3 separate regions of the Sus scrofa genome follow, and all the other regions are linked to region 2. A link is a contact called in public Hi-C and HiChIP or PLAC-seq data. All regions are on one chromosome and are shown on one strand. The core of a region is the stretch at or near the end of the contact, and the rest is flanking DNA. Distances in the headings are between cores, read along the strand shown.

Evidence for each region. A called contact is a pair of places that touch in the nucleus more often than the background predicts. HiChIP or PLAC-seq counts read pairs in DNA pulled down with a chosen protein or histone mark.
Region 1: a Hi-C map of liver shows a contact between it and region 2, with 2.2 times the contacts expected there. The contact joins the enhancer-like site here to the promoter of PPP2R5A in region 2. A contact is called at or near these places in 1 of 5 promoter capture datasets (liver), 7 of 47 Hi-C or Micro-C datasets (epiblast stem cells, heart right ventricle, liver and 1 more) and 2 of 2 datasets of contacts at active chromatin or transcription factors (alveolar macrophages and skeletal muscle).
Region 3: an H3K27ac HiChIP or PLAC-seq map of skeletal muscle shows a contact between it and region 2. The contact joins the enhancer-like site here to the promoter of PPP2R5A in region 2. A contact is called at or near these places in 1 of 5 promoter capture datasets (liver), 3 of 47 Hi-C or Micro-C datasets (liver, retroperitoneal adipose tissue and skeletal muscle) and 2 of 2 datasets of contacts at active chromatin or transcription factors (alveolar macrophages and skeletal muscle).

Annotation. Positions count from the first base shown.
Region 1 is chr9:131,151,528-131,156,125 of Sscrofa11.1, reverse strand. No RefSeq gene overlaps it. Among named protein-coding and RNA genes, the nearest start is that of PPP2R5A, 78 kb to the right of the region's middle. Within about 2 kb of position 3,320, at least 8 of the 83 cell types and tissues checked have an H3K27ac peak or open chromatin away from gene starts, as enhancers often do. A contact at or near this core is called in liver and retroperitoneal adipose tissue, where this site is marked.
Region 2 is chr9:131,072,683-131,077,334 of Sscrofa11.1, reverse strand. It overlaps PPP2R5A (protein phosphatase 2 regulatory subunit B'alpha), which reads left to right and starts at 1,532. Exons shown (of 13, transcript NM_001100192.1): 1 at 1,532-1,933. The coding sequence starts at 1,750. LOC106505045 (a long non-coding RNA gene) reads right to left here and starts at 2,255. Exons shown (of 2, transcript XR_002336046.1): 1 at 2,178-2,255.
Region 3 is chr9:131,181,431-131,185,551 of Sscrofa11.1, reverse strand. LOC102165110 (a long non-coding RNA gene) reads left to right here. Exons shown (of 5, transcript XR_305729.3): 5 at 1,934-3,153. Among named protein-coding and RNA genes, the nearest start is that of DTL, 92 kb to the left of the region's middle. Within about 2 kb of position 1,996, at least 16 of the 83 cell types and tissues checked have an H3K27ac peak or open chromatin away from gene starts, as enhancers often do. A contact at or near this core is called in skeletal muscle, where this site is marked.

The sequences.
Region 1 (4,598 bases), core at 2,071-4,570, 77 kb before region 2:
CTATGCTGCGGGTGTGGTCCTAAAATTAAATAAATTAATTAATTAAAAAAATAAAAAATAAGTGTTCTAAAAATTAAAATTTATTTTTAAAAGCAGTACTAAAGATACATATGTGGGGTTTTTTTCCCCTATAGTGTCCATTTCTCTTTAGAAATGGTGTGTCTGTACAAGCATGGTGTGCAGAGCACTGCAAACCTGCTTCGGGAGCTTAACGGAGCAACACAACTTACCAGGCAGGTCTCCTTAGGCACCCTGTGGTTTCAGCATCCATTGTTATGTTATTCCATGTCTATTGTGACCAAAGCATTTACACACCATTCCTCAAAACTCTGTGCTGGGCAGAAGGAGTGTACGGTCTAGTGACTATCTCAGTTTGTTCAGGCTTCCTAACAAAACACCATGAAGCCTGAGTGCCTTAAACAACAGAAATTTATTTCTCACAGTTCTGGAGGCTGGCAGTGTGAGATCAAGGTGTCAGCAAGCTAGGTTTCACTTTGAAGACTCTTCTCTGATTGTTGGTCACCTCCATTCGTTGACCTCTTCTTTTGGGGGGAAGAGGGAGGGAGGAAGGAAGAGGGTTTTCTTGTGACTCTTCTCAAAAGGGCACTAATCCAATCATGGGGTCCCCACCTCATGACCTCATCTAAACCTAGTTACCTCCCAAAGACCCCATCTCCAAACTATTGCATCGGGATTAGAACTCCACCAGACATATTTTGTGGGAACACTGTCAGTGAGTCCACAGCCGTGGTTAAGGACTCGGGTCTGGAGTCAAACTCCTTTGATTCACATCCTTACTAGCTCTGTGACCCTGAGCAATTCACTCTGTGACTGTCAGTACCTCCGTTTCCTCACCTGTAAAATGGGAGACGCCATCGGCCCTCAGTAGCCAGTATCTGAATCGGGCTGGTTCCAGGGTCCCTCACAGTTACCAAAATCCAAAGCTGCTCACGTTCCCTATATAAAATGATGTAGTATTTGCATATAACACACACAGTATCATCCCATATACTTTAAATCATCTCTAGGTGACTTATAATACCTGATATAATGTAAATGTTATGGACATAGTTGTAAATACAATGTAAATGCTGTGGAAATAGTTGCTGACACATAGCAAGTTCAAGTTTGGCTTTTTGGAACTTTCTGGAATTTTTTTCCTGGGGCATGTTCGATCCAAAGTTGGTCGAATCCTTGGATATGGAACCTACAGAAACAGAGGGCTGACTGTATAAGCAATCCCTACCTGCAGGCTGCTCTGAGGATTAAGTGAGTCAGTGCATACAAGCTGCTTAGAATAGTGTTGGGGTGTTATCAGTGAATGCTGTCTGTTGTCCTCATCATGGCGATGGAGTTCCGAAGCCTCCCGTGGTATTTTTCTCAATATGCTATGTATAAAAAGGGCTCTGAAGTCATACATGTTTGGGAGATGCTGCAACAAACAAGGAAGCGAGGAGGGTCTGCCTCCAGCGTTGTCCTTTCTCTGCAGATGTGTCCATCAAAGACGCCAGCCAAAGTCGCGTTTCCTTCCTTTGTCCCCTACCTCACTTCTCCAGCTGGAGTTCTGTGTTCTTGGCACGTTCTGACTTTTCACTTAGGGGGGAAAAGGATGAAGTTGCACATTCAGCCATGTAATATTGTAAATCTCGGCCCCACCTCATAGTCTTTTTGGAAGGCCGTGAATTATAAATAAAAGTGGACTCCGATGAATATGGCACTTAGTTATGTATTCATTACCTTTTGCCTTCCAGGGACAACTCTGATCTCTTCAAATCCCTACCTCTGTTCCACGGTTATGTTTAATGGTCATTTTCATTCTTACTAACCTGTGGTATATCATAGTTCTTGACAGCACGTACCCTCCAATTAATCCAGAATAGTGCGTCGCCCACCAAGACTATTTTTTCAATATTCAATTGTTGTAAATACACATAGTGTCAAAATCTTAACCATTTTAAGTTTACACTTCAGCATGGACTGTATTTTCACTGTTATTGCTTGTTTTAGGGACCCACCTTCATTTGACTTGTGGGCTGTGTCAACCCAATGAAGGGAATCTGGAAGGTTTCTCTTTGCTTCCTTTTTCCCTTTTTTTTTAATGGTCCAGCTCTGTTCCACAGGAAAAGGCTTTGTTTTCTAAGAAAATCATAATAATCTGGATAGTGGTCATTGCTATCACAAACCTCCCTGAACAGCTGATAATCCTTTCTGTTTCCCTGATACTTTATCTTTTGAACAAACAGATAAACATCTCTCTGCTTCTCTTCTGGTGAGGAAAGAAGTGGTTCCTGTTTGGTTAAGAAGGGCCCCATGGAGAGTCAGCAAAAGGCAGTGTCCCAAGGCATGTCGGGGAAGGGGAAGCTGGGCGGCCCAGGCCATGGCTGATAGCTGGTTCCCTGGGCTCCCCTCTAAGGCTCTGGGCTCAGTTCTGCTGGACTGAGCTGTCTGTGGAGGGTTTAACAGCCTGGTCAGGAAAGTGAGGTGCATATATACAAATACATTACAGAGCAGCTCAAGGCCATAGTTAAGTGGCAGGTGAGCATTCTAGGTAATGAAGCTCCGTGGGTGGGAGGGTTAGGAAAAGCTTCATCGGAGAAGTGGCATTTTTGATGCACCTTGAAAGAATTGAGAGATTGTTGAAGACCTGGAAAATTAAGGGCCTGCTGCTCAGGAAGTATAAAAGCAGAGGAGGAAAAAACAGGGCATGTTGAGAAAACAAATATCTTCCCAAACCGTTCTATTAACTTTCATCCTCTCCTGACTTTGAGTGAGTTGGATTGGCTTTCACCATTGGCAAAGGCTGTTTTTTGCTTCCACCTCTCCTCAAATCCTTAACACAACCTCTAGCATTTAACTTTTTATATTTCTGTGAATGCGAAAATAGACCTGTCTTTTCCCTTTTTGGGCATTGGCTTCCTGAGGGTAGAGGTCAAGGCTGTGATGGTGGCGACGTTTCCGGGAAAAATACAGGGACGTTTTCCTTGCCTGTACCCAAGGTCAGACTTCTCTCCCAGCAAGAGATGATGCCAAGATTGGTGTTGAGGGCAGGGGTGATCACATCTTCAGGCAGTTCTGGTGCGCCTGTGACTACCTACCTTTGGGAACGACCTCCCCCATCACTGACCTTGAGCTGCTCCAGAGGTCACATGTGGAATTTCCCTGACTGTGTTTATGCAACAGCAACATTGACCAGTCTGGCCTCAGGGTCAGGACTCGCTGATACGTGGGCCCTGAAGCCATCGATCAGCTTTGTGTTCTCTCCTGACCCTCTGGGGTCTTGATCTGGTTTCTCAACGTATCCTGATCCTGTGGTTTGGCCAAGAAGAACCGGCTTCTGGGCAGAATGCCAGTCGGAAGATTGTCCCTCAGGAAACAACACGCCCTTTTATTTATGGTCTTTTCCTCTTCCCCCATCAAATCAGATTTTGCTTTTCTCCCACTACTGAAGCGAAAGAGACAAAGACTTGTGTTGAATATGCAAAAGCAGTAGCTCACATCCAAATTGCTATTATCCTTACAAAAAGACTGCTTTCAGTGCTTTAAAATCCTTCAGCTATTTACTTTCAGCGCGTGGGTTACATTTACCTATTTTTTGTTACGAGTTTTATATAGCCTAATCACAAGGAAACGGAAGCACTTCCATACCACTGGTTTTTTTTTTTTTTTTTTTTTTCGAGTGAGTCATCTCATTGAATTTTTGTTTAAAAAAAGAAGAAGAAAATCCTACCTGGCTTTCATATAAAGGAATTGCAAAAAAGGATAGGATTTGAATTTTTTTCTTTTTTAAGATTTTTATTTTTTCTATTATAGTTGATTTACAGTGTTCTGTCAATTTCTGCTGTACAGCAGTGACCCAGTCACACATACATATATATATTCTTTTTCTCACATTATCCTCCATCATGTTCCATCACACACGACTAGATGTAGCTCCCTGCGTTATACAGCAGGATCTCATTGCTTTTTTTTTCTTTTATCTTTTTTTTTTTTTTTGGCCACACCTGTCGCATGTGGAAGTTCCCGGGCCAGGGTACAAACCTGCATCACAGCTGCAGCCTGCGCCACAGCTGCAGCAACACCAGATCCTTAACGTGCTGCACCACAAGGGAATTTCCCTGAATAGACTATTTTTAAGTTTCCCTCTGGTTTCATATTTTTCATTTATAGGAGGGTATGGTGCTGTTTTGTTGGAAATTCAAGATGATAATATCATTTAGAAAAAAGAATAGAAAGGAAGACAAAAAAGACAAAAAGCCGTGGATTGGTGATCACCATTTAAGACCTCCTGGTTCTAGCAATGGTCAGAATTTGTGTGAGCTGAAGGCAGTGGGCAGTCCTTGCATGGAGTCATTGCATGTAGATTTAAAATTTGCAGCCAACGGTAGAGGCAGGTAACAAAAGAGTGTGACATGGTGGAGGGGGGAGGGAGGAGACCCGTCCATAGGAGAGCACCTGACCGCTACCTAAAAGTATGTAAATAAAAACTATGAATCACTGGATTGGCCAAAATACACAAACAAATCTGTGGCCATATTCGGTCCACAGGCTACTTGCTTCCCATTATTAAATCTGAATCCAGCCAATCTCATTTTTCAGGT
Region 2 (4,652 bases), core at 283-2,782:
CAAGGAAGAGATCCTAGCAAAAATAAATGGCAAGCCCCCAAATCCACAAACCACCGGTCAGCGAATCTGCACCCCTCCTGTTGAAGCAGTTTCAGCCTCCGGCTGAAGGATGAAAATTAGAAGGATACTAATTTGGGAATGAGACTCCTCTTCTTGGAGGGTGTGGTCTTGGGAAACGCTTTGAAGTGGTAGACGCTAGACTGCCCCAAACTCGCGCTAGAACAGCTCTCAGGAACCGCAGTGCCCAAACCACCCTAGAGCTACATGTTTATCCTGTAACTACCAAGTGCACGGCTCAGGGCGGGTGAGGCTCCAAGGCCCGCCCAAGAGTTCAGCAACTCTCTTCAATTGGGCGAGCCATTTCCTTGCCTTCCGCGGGGCCGCTTCAACCATCAATCACTCTGCTAGTTCCACTACCAGGCCTTTGCTCCGCCCTCTTTCGGTGACGTAACACCTGGAGCTCTTTCGCGGCCCAGCCCTCAGGCGCCCCACCAGTCGCTTCAGTTCCTCATTGGTCAATAGAGAGCGGAGGGACGGGAAGGGGCGTACTATTTTCTCTCTAAACTCCCACCTCTAGTTTTCCAGTCTTCTCATAGGCTGCCAGGAGAGCAATTAGAGCCCGGCCCTGTCGCGCAGGCGTGCAAAGGTGCTCACCAGTGGAGGGGCACCTCCCCTCAATCCTTAGAGAATTAGTTACACAGTTGTGACGTAAGTGGGCCCCCCTCCCCCGCTCACCGCCTTCACTTACTATTGGCTGTGGCCGAAGTCCGTCACACAACCACGCCCCATTCCCCTGCCTTACCTCCCAGCTTGATAGACCTGCAGGAGGCCACGCCTCACCCTATTGCGGCCGCTTAGCCCCGCGATTGGCTGAAAGACATGGTATGCTTTCCCACCCCCTACTCCTTCCCGAGCAACCGAGAGGCTGGCGGGACCCCGCGGAAGTTGTCAGTCAATTTCCTCCGTCCCAACCCCGCGAGGCCCCACCCCCGGGCCGCGCGCCCTGGCGCGCGCGCACACGCACACACACTCCCCCCTTGCTTCTCCCCAGCACCTTCTCAAGTTGTAGCGGTCGCTCGCTGGGGGTTCTCTGTGGGCGGCGGAAGGGCGCGTGGGGGAGGGGGCTCGGACCGCCCGGGACTTGGAGGAGAGAGTGTGTGTGTGCCCCCGGGGCCGGGGCAGCGGGTCGCCGCCCTGGGAGATGAGGGCTCGGCGCTGACAGGGAAGAGCGGGCACCGCGGCGGTGGCGGCGGCGGCTCGGAGGGGACCCGCGATGGCAGCGCCTCGGGAGGAGGCTCCAGGCAGGGCGGGCTGCGCTGGCAGCGGCCGCTGAGGTGCTGGCGGACCGGCCGGCTGGGGACCCGGGCTGCAGGGACGAGAGGCGCGTTCGGCGTCCGCACCCCGCGTCCTCGCCTCAGTTGTCTAAACTTCGGGCTCCAGTCCACCCGCCCTCCGCTCCCGGAGTCAACAACTTCTTCACCCCCCTCCACCCCCGCCCCCGCCCTCCGTCAGCCCCGGGAGCTCGCCGCGCGGCGGGGACCAGGACTCGCCGGCCCTGAGATGTGGCCGTGAGGCGTCGGCGGGCGGCGAGGAGAAGCTCGGCGGCGCCCGGGAGCGGGAGGGCGGTGCGGCCGGAGGAACGGGGCGGAGGGGCGCGAGCGCTCGGCGCCTCTCCCCCGCCTCCTCCTCCTGCCGCTGCCCGTTCCGTGCAAGCAGCAGCCGGAGCTGCCAAGCGCCAGGGCCGCGGAGATGTCGTCGTCGTCGCCGCCGCCGGCGGCGGCTGCCAGCGCCGCCATCTCGGCCTCGGAGAAAGTGGACGGCTTCACCCGGAAATCGGTGCGCAAGGCGCAGAGGCAGAAGCGCTCTCAGGGCTCGTCGCAGTTCCGCAGCCAGGGCAGCCAGCCGGAGCTGCACCCCTTGCCCCAGCTCAAAGGTAACCTTCGAGGGCGCCGCCCGGGAGGGAGCGCGGGGGCCGCAGAGCCACTGCCTCCTGCGGGCTCCGTCTGCCCCGCTGGGGCTCGCGGTGTGCGAGTCGCGCCCCCCACGCAGCCTTGGCGTCCCCCCGCCTTTTGATTCAAACAGGTTTGCGAGCTGCTTTTCTCATCCCTCCTGGCTTCACCTAAGCCTCAGCTTCTTGGAGGAGGTCGACATCCCTCCTCACCTGCGCGCTCGCTCACCTGCCCTGGCGATTGGAACTCTCCTCCCTCGGGCGTCCCTCGGGGTCGAGTTCGTGTGTCCTCCTTCCCCATCTTGCTTGAACTACCTGTCTTATCTTCCGACCTTCACTTTCCCGAGACCTGCCTTCTCTTTCAGCCACTCTAAACTAGCCCTTTACTTTTCCAGTTTTAAAGCGACCGTACTCACCCTCTCCCTAACTTCCCTTCCTGTGGATCCTTCCCAAGAGTTACAGACCCGGAATCCTAATGCAAACACCAGTGAAGAGTTATCTGGCCTTTAGATTTATTTCTGCAGAAAAAGCCTAAAAATCTAACCAGGGTGGTGTCTTATTTACGGGGTCATTAGATTTAAATGTCACCCTTTAGCCCAAATAATGGGAAGCCTTAAAATACTGTCTGAGAAGATAGACACGGTAAATTTGGAGGAGTTCTGAAGAGTAGATAGTGTTGCCTTGCAATGGAGTGGGAACTTAGTTCGCCAAGCTGATTCCAGGGACTTGGTACGTTTGTACAGTCATTCAAATTGGTATCCGTGCCTAATGCCTTGCAGGAGAGCTTGGCACTCCTTTTGGCTCACTTACTTTTCCCACTAGGTTTAGAGGATTAAAAAAAAAAAAAAGAAATTGGTTTCTGGTGTTCTAATTCTTATTCTTTGTGGATTACTGCTTTTTACTTTTATGATTTTACCAACTTTGCTTTTTATGAGATAACATCATCATGGAACAAGATAATAGTCCTAAACATTAGGGTTTTTTCCCTGACAAAAAACCCCCAATCATCTGTTTTGCGGAGTTCCCATCGTGGCTCAGCGGAAACGAATCTGACTGGTATCCTTGAGGACGCCGGTTCAATCCCTGGCCGAGCTCAGTGGGTTAAGGATCTGGCGTTGTGGTGAGCAGTGGTGTAGGTCGCAGACGCTGCTCCGATCCCAGGTTGCTGAGGCTGTGGTGTAGGCTGGCAGCTACAGCTCCAATTAGACCCCTAGCCTGGAAACCTCCATATGCATTGGTGGGGCCCCTAAAAGACCCCTCCCCTCAATCATCTGTATTTTAAAGCCAAGAAATAAAAGATTCATACTGAAATAGAAAATGTTCAGCAAATTTTTCGATCAGTTTGAAAAAGCTCCAGCAAATCCTTCAAGGCCAGTCTGGTTCTGATTTGTCTTTAGGCCTATGAATCCAGCCTTAGTTTGACTAGGAGTCTAAAGAAAACCCCAGATCAAATCACAGTTGCCCTGCCATAGTTCTGGAACCCCATTCAGATCCTGTGCTGCCCTGCCTCTTGGGGTACTTCTAAATTAAGAACATCCCACAGCCGGAATCAAACAGGCTTTTGAAAGAAGGTTTTGCTTAAGATATGTGTAACCTGTGGTATAGCAGTTATAATTTGCTTTTAGCATTTAAAAATTGTTAAAGTTTATTTTACATATCGTAGTCAACGGTAGAGTACATGGTAGGCATTGCCAAGACTTTAATTCCTGAGGTGATAGCTCTAAAAGAATATCGTCTTACTTATTAGGACATTGAATTGCTATTCATCAAGTTTAGATTTTAAACTTAACTAAAACATAGTCATTTTCATTTATTTTTTAAAACTTGTTTTACTTTTTTATTAAAAAATTTTTTTGGCTGTGCTCTTGGTATGTGGAAGTTCCCAGGCCAGGGATCAAACCTACACCACAGTAGTGACAACGTTGTATCCTTAACTGCTAGGCCACCAGGGAACACCTAGTTATTTTTACAGTATTAATATTTTTTGTTAAATTATCAAATTATTTTTACAGTTTGAGGTTTGGTGCTAGTGTTTTTCTTTTGTGTTTCTTTAATTTGCTTTTTAGTAAGTTACCCTGCTTCCTTATGTTGTCCTTTTTAATGTAAAGATATTAAATATGTATATTTAATAAAAATAATTGAATATTAAACAAATGATTGGTTCAAGCCAGGAGCTGCAACTTTAATATATTTTGGTTTTATTGTTTGTTCCTTTGGGGTTTTTTTGGCCATGCCTGAGCCATGTGAAAGTTCCTGGGCCATAGCAGTGACAATGCTAGGTCCTTAACCCACTGCGCTACAAGGGAACTCCAGTATATTTCGTTTTTAAAAGCCTGGCAAAAACTTGCAGAGTCAGTAACCATCTGATGATTATTTATGGTGTATAGTTCAAGCTGAAGTTGCCATCGAATGTTTTACTTATAGTATTTGTTCACTAGTAGAGAAAAAAATAAAATTGGAACTTTAGATTTATTCTGTATATTTTGCATGAAACTATAGTGTTCTTTATGAGGAAAGTTACATATTCAGGATAAATTTATACAAATTTAATTGAGAAATAAGATCCTTGCTTAGATTACTCAGTAATAGGAAAAACTACTTTTACTCCAGATGTGATGCCAAGATGCTTGAAAAGTGATTTTTTAAAAATTCGCTTGCTTCATTTGGTGCTTTGGCAGTGGACTTGATACCACAGCATCGTGTG
Region 3 (4,121 bases), core at 747-3,246, 110 kb before region 2:
AGCATGAACAAGCGAAGGCTAACCTGGCAGTGTTGTAATTGATGGGCTGGAGAGGGGATTAGGGGGATTTGGGCTTAAATGGCGGGGGCCTCCTTTTCTTCCCAGTATTAGTATAATGCCTGGCACATTAACAGTGCTCACAGGAGTTCCCGTCGCAGCTCAGCAGTTAACAAACCCGACTAGTATCCGTGAGGATGCGGGTTTGATCCCTGGCCTTGCTCAGTGGGTTAAGGATCCAGCGCTGCCAGCTCCGATTCGACCCCTAGCATGGGAACCTCCATATGCCGTAAGTGCAGCCCTAAAAAGACAAAAACAAACAAAATCAGTGCTTATAAACATCAGCTGAATAGATAACAAATGAGTGAATTCTGCATTTACTCTAGTTCTAGTTATAACAGGAGAATCCTGTCTACTCTGGATAGTTCTAGAGCCAGCAGAGATATTGTATTACATTCTGGGGGACCCTCCCAGGACAAGGAATTTCACACAGTGTCTACAAAATCCCTCTGCCTCCAAAGAAACTACCGTTCAGTTCCAAGTAACACCACAATAAACACAACCACAAAGGAATGGAAACAAACCACCAAAACACTGTGAGTGGGAGGCCCAACTCCTCTCAACCAGTGGAGAGCATTTCAAAACAAACACAAAGGGATTGCACCTGCTCCAGATCCTGCCAAAAGAATAGAAAGCAAACCCAAGAAAATCAGACTGGCACCAAATGAGAATCCAATGGGGGCAAACAGGAGGTTTCCTGGAGATTCCAGGGATTAGTGTAGGAGGTAGGAGTGGACCTAATTCTGCTATTTTCAAGAGGTATGATTGTGTGGTCTAAAGGGTCATACAATTCAGGCTCATCATATAATTCTAACCAGAGATAGTAAGAAAAATAACTGACTTTTACTGAGTGATTATTGAGTACCAGGTACTGTGCTAGGTATTCTTTATCATTAGCTCACAGCAGCCCTGAGACCTGCTAAAGCTGGGCAGGGAGGTAATCACGTCATGGGGAGGTGAGAGAAATGATAAGGCTCACAGAGTACCACAGCTGAGGACAGGAAGTTCAGATGTCAACAGACAAGGGACTCAGCACAGGTGTCTGCCTGACCGCCAGTCCTTTAAGCTGATGATTCCCAAACACACACCAGAGTCATCTGGGAAAGTTTCCAAAAGATAGCTTTCTGGGTCCTGCTCAGACTGCCTGAGTCAGAATTCCTAAGAGCAGAGGCCAGAAAGCTGTGTTTTAACCTGTATTTAAAAATCTGTGTTTTTAAAATTTACCCTGAACGCACATTCATGTGTGTCTATTCCATACACATGGGCCCGTAGTGGAAGTGTAAATGCTACAATAAGCCAGGACTCTGCTTTGGCTTGTGCCCAAACTGCTTCCATTTAATCTCAGGTCTACCTGGTCACTAATTCATGGCTGTGAAACCCAAGCAGTTTGGGGCCTGTGGAGATGGTGTCTCTCTAGACAACACTCAGTCTTTGAATCTGAATCAATCCCCAACTCCCTCAGATTAACTTATCTCCTTTGAGGTTTTGGGCTACCTCCGGTGGTTCTGTCCTCCCACCCCAGCTTCCTGCTTCCATCCAAAGCAGTGCTGAGCCCCATTAGTGATGATGGGGGAGAGGACACTTTGGACTCAGGGTAGCGGCAATCAGAGCATCATACTGTAAGATGAGGTTACTGCAAGACCTCGCCCATCCAAAGGCTTGATATTTGCTTCCTGTTAAGAGAGAAATGAATCCCATAGCAGCCTTGAGCCCACAGATGAGAAGGTGCAAGGGAGGAGAGGAGAGGTCTGAGCATGAAGATAGAGCTAGGACCATCTCAACAAGGCTCTCAGCTTCTAAATCCTATTCATAAGCCTTCCTTCTCCTGCATCAGTAGTAACCTCCATTGGTCTCTCTCTCTCTCTCTTTACCACAGGCAAACACCTCTGCTCAATCTTGGCAACCATCCACAACCCACAGACAAAAATAGCCCAGCTGGCCTCTGGAAGCACTTGGCTTTCACTGATGAGAAACACACGCCCATTTGGTTTACTTTCCCTTCAGAAGTCCAGGAAGTCTCTTGACAGAAGATACTGGGAAGGTTTAGTGAAGGCCAAGGGTTTAAGTTTTGAAAACTAAACCATTTGACAGGTCCTGTGAAGGTGATGAAAGCCAAGAAACTTATGGTCGATTTGAAACTCTTGCACTTTCTGTCTCCTTCGCTACATATGGTGAGACATTCACCATGGTGACTTAGATGCAGAAAAAATTCAACTACAGCAAGGCAGGTTTGTGCCCCATGGAAGAAAGATCTTTCTTGTAGAACCATCCATGAATTGAAGAATTGGTCCTGGAAGGTGTGAAATCATTCCCATGGGATGTGACGCTGACTCATCTGTCAGCCATACCACGGATGTGAGGTTGGAGCCAGATGACCCTTGAGATAGCTTCTAATCCCTAATTCTATGACTCTATGGTCATTGTCACCATAAACTTTGAAGACCTGTGGTGGAGTACAGGAGCTTGTGATAGAGCACAGGGAACAAATGAGGTCAGAAAAGGCATATTTAAGAGTTAGAACTAGTCATGTTCTGAGGGATAGTCCTGCAAAGCTCTGAGGCTATGGTAATTATATAATCCTAGGAATATATATATATATAGAGAGTATATATTACATATATAATACTTATATAATTGTAGGAGAATGTGCAAAATCCTAGGAATATTCCTGGTCATTTCAATCATTGAGAATCTAGTCAGCCTCACCTCTGAGCAGTGTCTGCTAATCAGCTCTCTGTCTTTAAAATGGTCCAAATCAGTGTTGGATATGTTCTTTTCTCTGTCTGAAACACTGTATTATCTGCATGTCGTGTTACCTCGTCTCCTTCAAGTGTTTGCTCAATTGTCACCTTATAGTGAAGCCTTCCTAGAGCATTCTACTATTTATCCAACCTGCCTTTTAATTGTTATTTAGACCATTTATATTTAGTATAATTATCGACAGAGCTGACTTCTAAGTCAACTCTCTTGCTATTCACTTTCAGTTTATCCCATTTATTCTCTGTTCCTTTTTTAAAGCTGTATTCCTGCTTGCTTTTGTATAAAGCAAAAAAAAATTTTTTTTCAGTGTTCTATCTTCTCTGTTGACATTTTAGCTCTTTATCATGGGAATTTTGTTTATTTTAGTCATTACTCTAGAAATTATAATTTTCATTTTAAGTTATCACAGGTATATCTTGAAATAATATTAAACTATTATATCACTTATGTATAGGTAAGAAACATACAATAATATACTATATTTACCCTCTTTCTGACTCTTTCACTATTTTATATACTTAATTATTTCCATATATTTTATAAGCCCCACAAATTGTTAGTTTTTTATTTTAACTATTATTTTGACTCATGAATTCCTATTTTATTCAGTGATTATAATTGATTACTACTGTTTCTTTTTTTTGACCTTCAGATTGTCAAAACAGGAATCCCATTGTGGCTCAGTGGTAACAAGCCTGACTAGTATCTATGGGGACATGGGTTTGATCCCTGGCCCCGCTCAGTAGGTTAAAGGATCTGGCATTGCCGAGAGAGCTGTGGTATAGGTTGCAGATGCAGTTCAGATCCCACATTGGTGTGGCTGAGGCATAGGCTGGCAGCCATAGCTCTGATTCGACCCCTAGCCTAGGAACTCCCATATGCCATGGGTGCAGCCCTAAAAAGCAAAAAAAAAAAAAAAAAAAAATATCCACACATACAACCAGTAGGAATCCCTTCCAGTTATCTCCTGGGTCTTCTTGGTATGTCCCATAATTCTTGGAGCACTTTGTTACTTTTGGCAATGGGCTCTAGATTCATACTTCCCTGCCCTGACCCTCAAATTAGCCATTTTTCCAAGGAAGCTTGCTTCCACTATGCTCATTGCTCCTGGGGTATCATTTATTACTTCTAGGCCCCTGTCTTCTCAGTGTCCAGAGCCAGGAAATTATACACATATACATATATAAACATTTATACACACACATGCACATCTATATCTATTTCCATGTTTCCATGCACATCTATCTGTCAAAAACCATGAGTTCCCACCAGTATTTCCAGTTGCAACCCTATATCACAGGGTT